Linked DNA regions of Mus musculus: region 1 is linked to region 2. Evidence: chromatin contacts called from public HiChIP or PLAC-seq data. All regions are on one chromosome and are shown on one strand. Each heading gives the region's core, a stretch centred on a gene start, on an enhancer-like site or on the middle of the called end of the contact. The rest is flanking DNA. Distances are from core to core; before and after follow the strand shown.

Region 1 (4,240 bases), core at 217-2,716, 220 kb before region 2:
TATAAAAATAAAATGTATACTTCATATAATATTCTATGTAAGATTTATGAAAAAGACTATAAAATTCTGAGTTTAGAAAAGATCAAGCACTTGGGGGGGGAGGGGCAGAGGAACGTGAATCTCTTGAGTTTGAGGCCAACCTGATCTACATAGCAAACTCCAGGTAGCATATTTAAACCCTATCTCAAAACAAATAAATGTAAACAAATAAATAAATAAAAACAAAAGTCTCTAAATGAATGGAGAGATACTACATGCACACGAATGTAAAGATTAATACAATCAACTGTCAGCTCTTACGCTGATCTGGCGATACAAGTTATTGTCAATCAAAATCCCAGTAAATTATGGAGAGTAAGATTTACATGGGTAGGTAAAGGCTTAAGTTAGACAAAGTCAGGGCTGAAGAGACCTCTTAGCCGTTAAGAACACTTAGTGCCTTGCAGAAGATCCAGGCTTAGGTCCCAGTATCCATATGGTGGCTCACACTGTTTATAACTCCAGTTCCAGGGTATCGGATGCCTCTTCTGGCCTCCGTGGACACGTGTGCAAATGTTGTGCACAGGCACAGATCCAGGCACTCTAACTTTAACAAAATAAATACTTAAGAATGTAAAATTAATATTTAAGAAAAATACTGAATCAAGTTAAAGGACTGACTGCTCCCGTCCTCTGCGTTTACTATGATCTACAGTAGCCGAAGCAGTCTGTTACTGAAACAAGGACAAGTAAGTAAGAGAGTGGACTAGAGAGCCCGGAGACAGACCAACCCAAGTATACCCAACTGACATTTAACAAGAAGCAAAACTTGCTCCATGACGATAAGATAGCATACCCAAGAAACACCACTGCAATAACTAAAAGTCGTAAACAATAGAGAAAGAATTTAGACCCATACTGAAGACTCGCTGTAAAATACATTCACAGTAAAGAGCGCGCCCTGCCAATGTGGAGACGAGACTTCAGACTCCAGAACCCATATAAAAGCCTGTGGGAGAGCCCACCCGTCACTGTGATGCAGAGGCAGAGACAGGGCATTCTAGAATAAGCTAGCTAAAATGGTCAAAACGGCGAGCTCCAGGTTCAGCAACAGATCGTGTTTCGAAATATTCTGTGGTGCACAAAAGAGGGTTACAACTCATGAAGTAAGTCAACCTCAGACCTCCACATTGCAGCCATAAACACACGCACGTATACATACACACGTGTGCACCCACACACACATGAACACGCATGCAGGCACGTATGCATACCACATAAATATTCGTTACACTGATGAAAAAAATTAATGTAGAATAAATAGTAAACATGTTGGGGGTTGGTTCTAATGCTGTTTGTGTTCATTCGGCTCCCAAAATCACACGAGAATCTGCGGGTTCAGATGCTGGGGGTCCCTGCCCCCAGTTGGCTCTCATTGGTGAATCAAGTTACTGGCAGCCAATGGCTGGGTAGGGAGTCGGAGGCGGGATTTTAGGATTCCTGGGAAAGGATAGAGAAGGAGGAAGAGGAGATTCCGCCACGAGGATGACATAGGAGATGGACCACACAGGAAAAGGTGCAGGAGGGAGCGCCCACCGACAGGTAGGTGAAGGGGAAAACAGCCCCAGGAGGGCTCCCCAGCAAGGTCCGGGGCAGCAAAGATAAAATATAGATTTTAGAAAGTGATAACTCAGGAATATCGGAAGGGAGTGTGTGTTAGTCACATGGAGATAGGAAGTGTCCCAGCCATTGCGCTGCTTAGGGTATATTAAAAATAAGCCGGTGTGTGTGTGTGTGTGTGTGTGTGTGTGTGTGTGTGTGTGTGTGTTTCATTCGGGGACTCCAGAGCATTGGGCAGCAGCGAGAAGCGCAGCTGCAGGCGGGAGTCCAGAGCAGATTAACAATTTACTGCTACATAAACACACAGGCAGAATATGATAAACACCTAGAGGATAACATGGGAGAAAATCCAGGAGGTGAGGTTGATGATGAATTCTTTAGAAGTACCAAAAAGCACAAACCGTGAAAACTAACTGCTGAGGCCTTAATTTCTATTTTTGTTTTATGAAAGATAATTCTAATGATGAGGTCTTGGTTAATTTAGATAATGCTCAAAGAATAAAAGTGCAAGCCAAGAACTGTCATAAGAAATTTTGTAACAAAATACCATCACATAAAAACAGTGCAACAAAAAAAAAAAACCCCAAAAGAATGGTTTCCAAATCATACAAAGAAATGGAACCCAAAAGAAGTGTACTGCCCCATATGTAAATAAAGACAGAGGTGTCAAATACATGTCTAAAAGTTCCGCGATCACTGTGTGTTCTCAGAAGTGCACGTGAAAATAACAGGGAGGGCTTCAGTACAGCCTATTGAAGTGGCTAAATAGTGCGCTGAAAAGCTTTGTCCACTCAAACACACGACGCCATTTGCAGGGAAGTGGGTGGAGCTTAGCTTTCAGTTAAGCTGCTTAACTGTCTAGTTCTTCATCTATGGGTGAACCCCTGAAAGGTTTCTCATCCACACTGCACATCAACGGGAATGATGTCACCACGCAGATCTTGTTCATACTTTCTAGATTTCATGGGTACAACTTCCCTCACCTGTACAGATGTCACGGTCTCACAGCAGACCTCCTGGTCCCCTGGCTGTTAATCCTTCTGCCCCAGTTCTCTGAGCCTTAGGTGTACGGGTTGTGTTGTGATGTATCAGTTGGGGCTGGGCACCGCACTGAGCATAATGTCAGACAGACAGCTGTTACATGCTCTCACGTGTGAAATTTAAAAGTTATGTGAAAGTAAAGGTGCATGAAAGAGAGGGGAGAGTGTGATGGAGGGAGAGACAGTAAACAGGGCCGGAGCACAGGGAAAGCCACAATGAGACCATTACTCTGTAATACATCTAACTTTTAAAAGGTATTGCATTGTAAGAATAATAGTGTTATAATTAATGATTTAATGAGTAATATATCAATTTCATAGATCAGTTCTTTAAAATACTTATAAAAACCGAATCATGTAATAATCACTGAATAATCTGAATATCCTTATAACCACTTTGAAATAAATTCCATTGTTAAAATTCTATACATCAAAAGTCACCTTTAGTTCTCTTAAAGGCTATAGTTACAAACTACTGTTGAAAAAAAATAAGTTTGGTCTTAAAAATGTGGTTTTAAAAGCATTAAAAGAATACACCCCCCAAATAATGCATCTAATATAGCCTTCACACCAAATAATTAACATGAAAAATCCAAGAAGCATGATCCTATTTCATGTTCAGAAAGATTTTAGTTCCTTATCAAAATATTAGCTAAGCAGAAATCAATAGTAATATTTGACTAAAGTTGATTTGAGTTACTAAATCATGATAATAGCCAAATTACTTTGAGAAAAATGTTATTATCAGATAATGAACTCTCAAAAGGGTTTTGGTACAGGCTGGCACCAAACCAAGAAAATAAATAAAAATTTGTTCCCAACATACTTCCCGATATTTTTATGGATTATTTTGAAATTTCACAGAATGCACACCGATCACACTTCCGTGCACGCACACGATCTTATGAGTTCATGCTGGGTTCTTTGCATGTATGTGTGTTTTAAGGATGGCCTCTTGGGACTGGATAACCAGTCAGGGTATCTCATCTTTGGAGAAGACAATCTCTCTCTCAGCAGCCTTTAACTGCCTGTAGTTCTCCATCTATAGGCGAGGCTCTGTAAGATTTCTCATCCACACTGTCACATCAATCAATGATGTCATCACGCAGATCTTGTCCAAAAGTACAACTTCCCTGCCATATACAGAGGTCACGGTCTCGCAGCAGACATCCTGGCCCTCTGGCTATTCATCTTTCTGTCCCCGTCTCTGAACTTTGGGTTTCATTATGATGTCTCAGTTGGGGCCAAGCGCCACGCTGTATGTTGTTCTCCTAATTTTGACTAGTTGTTGATTTCTGCAGTGGTCTCTGTGGTAGTTTGAATAGGAATGGCCCCCAAACGCTCATATATTGGAATGCATGGTCATCAGGGGGTGGCACTATTTGGAAGGATTAGGAGGTGTGTAGGTATAAGGATAAGTGTTTAGAATAAAGTTAGAAATTATAAGTTTAAGAAAATGGTGGTAGTAAGTTCTCCTTTGAGCTCCATGACTTGCCAGCAGGGGTTGTTGGAATTACAATACCAGGGATTAATTCCTTCCTATTGAGTGAGCCTCAAATCCAACTTATGTGCCACTATCACATTATTGGGGCCATATTGGA
Region 2 (4,318 bases), core at 1,369-3,868:
CCCAGTCACAGGCACTGGGGAAACTCGCTTAGCTAATATGAATACGGAATTGACCAATCACAGACACTTCCCCAGTGGGAAGCTCGCTTAGCTAATATGAATACAGAATCGACCAATCACAGGCACTGGGGAAGTCTGAGTTCGCTAATAGGGAATACGGAATCACCCAATCACAGGCACTGGGCTAGGAAGCTCGCTTAGCTAATATGAATACGGAATCACAGGCACTGTTAGGAGAGGAAGACTTCAGCATATCAGTGGGTGCTCTGCAGAAACCAGCCTAGTGACAGCCTTGAAGCAATCAGTCCCAACAAAGTGCAACCAAGAAACTTCAGCGTTTTGATGCTATGAAAAGCTTCTTTAAGAACCGTAATCTTTGGTACAAAAAGCCAGTTTACTAACAAATCAGGACAAACGAAAGCAACATATCTGTGAAAGAAAAAAACAACAAACAAACAAATACCCCATCACAATGATTCCTTTTGATGCAAGTCCTCAGTTCAATGTCCCCTAAAATCCGATGCGCTAGTGTCATTAACGCTGTAATAAAATACCCTCAAAAGGTAACTCACGAGAGTCTATTTTAGCTCAGAATTCCAGCTTACTCTCTACCACATCCACAGTCAGGATGAGATGAGAACGAAGGCTCACACACTTGTGTCCAGCTCCAGTTCTCACACAGTTCAAATGCCCTGTCTAGGGGAGGGTGCCACCCACAGCAGGCCGCGTCTTCCTCTCTCAATGAGCTTAATTAAAACAATCCCTCACAGACATGGCCACAAGCCAACCCAATATAGATGTTCCCTATCCCTTACTGAAACTGGGAATTCTAGATGATATTGGGGTGGCAATCAAAGTTAGCCACCACACTTAACGATGAGCACAAATGAGCAAGTATAACACCATTGTTTAGCATCCGGAAGAATGTGTGTATCTGTTCAATAAACATTTAAATTAGCAAAGTTTTTATCAGAATAGTTTGGCTCCTGGCTAAAAGAGAAAATTTAAATCAGAATGGAGGTGCCCATCTGTAAGTCTCACATTCAGGAGCTCAGGCAGGAGGATCACTGAGTTGAGCTCAAGGCAAACCTATCTCAAAACAAACAAACAAAACTAGATTAAGTCTTCCAGGTGACACTGAGCACTGTGAGAGGTTTCTCTGTACCTGTAACAAGACAAGCTAAGCTGAAGCTCTGGAGAATCTGGAACTGCAGAGATCACAAGACTGTAAGCCGACTTAAGGGAAGAGGCGGCCACTGTTCATCCTATGTCCCTATAGGATTCCACAGATGCAGCTTAACATGAGAATCCAGTAAAAGAAAGGCTCCGTGGGGACTGTTCACAGGGTAAAGTGCTCGCCAAGCAATAGTGAGGACCAGAGCTTGGATCTCCAGCACCCCTATAAACACGAGGGTGACACTGAATGCTACCCTGATTCCTAGCCAGTTGTCCCTAAAACAAGCTGAGTAGGCAGACTTGCCTAATTGGCAGGATCTAGGTTCAAGTGAGGTACTCTGGCTCAATACACAAGATGGAAAGCCATGTCTGAAGATGGCCAACATCACCTCTCACCTACAAACACACACTCACACTGCATACACATTCACACGCAAAACAAAACTAAAGGGTTTTGGCTTTTTAATGCTCCTGTTATAAATGATCAAGAGGAAGAATGGTTAGAAAAATGGCCATCTTCTATTTTAATGTTCCTCAAAAAATACTACATTAAAAAAAGAAGAAGAAAGAAAGCACAATCTGAAGCAATAGAGCACAATTTCCAAAATAATCCCAGATCTTCAGACTTTCAGGGTCTGCAAGTGTGGGGATCAGGAACCTGCATTTGTATAGAAGACGAATCACCGTGCCCACTAAAAGGTGAAAGTGGTGTCCTTTCTAAATCCTAGCTAACTCAGCCTATGTGCTTTTCAAATAAACTTTTAAGTTTGCAACTTAGGGGTAGAGAGCCTGCATTTCCTCTGGTGGTACTCATTCGCAAGAGTTAAACAAAAACCCTGGGAGGGATCAAACTACAGAAAACTGGGCTGCAGCCACCAGGGTGAAAACCTGTATATGCAGACTGGTCCCCCAACTCTACACGTACTTCCCGTGAGAAGCTCAAAGGGCCACTGTTGAAAGAGTGTGCACTTGGGTAAGTCCAAGCCTAAGATGCCCTGGGTTTTCGTCCAGAGTTAATTCGGTGGTCACTCTTTCTATCTTGAGCCACAGACGCACAAAGTAAGTCAGTAAGTAAAAGAAGAAAGACTAGAGATAAAAATCCCAGTGTGGTGGAGAACTCCTCAGCCTGGTCCCTACCCGGGCGGCAGTACCTGCCAGCAGCTTCTCCTTCAGCCGGTTCAGCAGCTCGGCTGAAGTGGGCCCTTTGGGCTTGTGCACGGCGAACACGCCGCTCAGCGACATGAGCTTAGCAGCCAGGGCGGCCTTGGAGGCCGGGGCTTGCGATTCAGTCCTGGCCGCTTCCGCCACCGATGCTGCTACAGAGGCCTCGGCTGTTCCTGAAGTGTCAGGAGCTGTGTCCACAATCAGAGGTGAAACCACCTCTGCCTCTGCAGCTGCCATGCTTTCACGGCCTGGGCCAAGAGGCGAGCAGAGATGACACCGATGTGTTGCAAGGCCTTCTGGGAATTGTAGTCCATAGGCTCGGTATAGGCCAATGGCTTGCTCTGGCATCTCGGAGTTCTGCTGGAACCTTTAATATCTCTGTTACCAAATGCTCTTAGTCGTGAAGAGGTACATTGGAGTTGCCGCTGTAAACTATCCAACGCAAACACCTAATTTGTGTATTTGAGGTAGAGTCACTTCCTTTCTGTACCGCCCCCCCATAACCTGCATGTGTGTGTGTGTGTGTGTGTGTGTGTATGAATTTTGAATTTTTGACTGCAGTTTTTGACAGTTCTAAAAAAAATGTTAATGTTCTTTTGGAGTTTCTATTCCTTTATAGGAATCAAAAACTATATATGGTTGATCCATTCGTGGTGGTGCATGAAGGGCTCTCTAACAGGCATGGCAAACATGGCACCAACAGGCTTTACTCTTCTTCCCCTTTTCCTTCTCCCCTGCTAAACTGTAGGTTACATTCCTAAAGCTAGCCCCAAGGTCCATTCAGTTATTTGGCCACTGTCTCATTCCTGAGACAAAACATCAAGGACCAACAATCAAAATTCATTGTTTGACTAATGTGTCCGATCAGGATTTACCAACTCACTCTAGCATAAATTCCCCCTAGCCCCCTACAGTGAATGCCTTTAATCCCAGCATTTAGAAGTCAGAGGCAGGTGGATTTCTGTGAGTTCCGGGCCACCCAGGGTAACATACTGAGACCTTATCTCAACAAACAAACAAGTAAAACCCAAAACAACAAAAACGCCTATGGTTTAAATTAATATTTAAACTCTTTGCAGACCTCGCATTAGGCTGTCCCTCTAAGAGAGGAAAAAAAAATCCTTTTACTTCTTCCCCAAATGCATTAAATGGAAGTGTGGTTATTATGGGATAGCCACTTTGTCTTCTTTGTTTCCCCACATTGCCTTACAGCCATTCTTTCTCATAGTGCTCTGCCAGGCTAACATTCTTCCCTAATGATGCCTCATTGCCTAATGATCCCAGTCAGGGGATGCCAGTTACACGTCTACCATTCACGCAACAAATGTATGTCAGAGGAATCATTACAGATAGAGTATTCTGGGCATTAGAAAAATCAAGCTCTAATTTCCTAAAGTAGCCAACATCTTACACATTGGACAAGCCTTTAACTCACAGGTCATTTTATTTAATATTATATTTCAGACTGACTAAGACAGTCTGCCATCTCTCCTTCCCTCTCCCCCACCCCCACCATATCTCTTTTCTGCTACCCTCTAATCTATGTTCTCTGTTCTCTAACTGTGTGGTGATTTGGATAGGAATGGTCCCCACAGCCTCATAGATTTGAATGCTTTTTCATTAAGGGAGTGGTGCTACTTGACAAAGATTAGGAGCTATGGCCTTGTTGGACTAAGTGTGTCACTGGGGTGGGTTTGGAGGGGTTTCAAATGCTCAAGCCAGTCTCCTAGTCTTTCTCCCTCCTCTCCCTCTTCCCCTCCCCCTCTCCTCCTCTTCCCCTCTTCCTCTTCCTCTCCCCCTCTCCCTCCCTCTCCCTCTCTCCCCTCCTCCTCTTCCCCTCTCCCTCATCTCTCTCCTCTCCTCTCCTCTCCTCTCCTCTCCTCTCCTCTCCTCTCCCTTTCCCTCACTCTCCCTCTCCCCCTCCCCCTCTTCTCCTCTTCTCCTCTTCTCCTCTCCTCTCCTCTCCTCTCCTCTCCTC

Evidence for each region. HiChIP or PLAC-seq counts read pairs in DNA pulled down with a chosen protein or histone mark.
Region 1: a contact with region 2 is called in an H3K27ac HiChIP or PLAC-seq map of embryonic stem cells, with 3 times the contacts expected there. The contact joins the enhancer-like site here to the promoter of Trub1 in region 2. A contact is called at or near these places in 7 of 39 promoter capture datasets (the C10 cell line, cranial neural crest, embryonic stem cells and 3 more), 1 of 484 Hi-C or Micro-C datasets (bone marrow-derived macrophages), 3 of 115 datasets of contacts at active chromatin or transcription factors (bone marrow-derived macrophages, embryonic stem cells and stem cell-derived neural progenitor cells) and 2 of 9 other capture datasets (adipose tissue and liver).

The regions. Positions count from the first base shown.
Region 1 is chr19:57,665,372-57,669,611 of GRCm38.p6, reverse strand. All of the region lies in intron 9 of Atrnl1 (attractin like 1), which reads right to left. Among named protein-coding and RNA genes, the nearest start is that of Atrnl1, 56 kb to the right of the region's middle. Within about 2 kb of position 1,466, at least 14 of the 459 cell types and tissues checked have an H3K27ac peak or open chromatin away from gene starts, as enhancers often do. A contact at or near this core is called in embryonic stem cells, where this site is marked.
Region 2 is chr19:57,451,206-57,455,523 of GRCm38.p6, reverse strand. It overlaps Trub1 (TruB pseudouridine (psi) synthase family member 1), which reads right to left and starts at 2,618. Exons shown (of 8, transcript NM_028115.3): 1 at 2,328-2,618. The coding sequence starts at 2,577.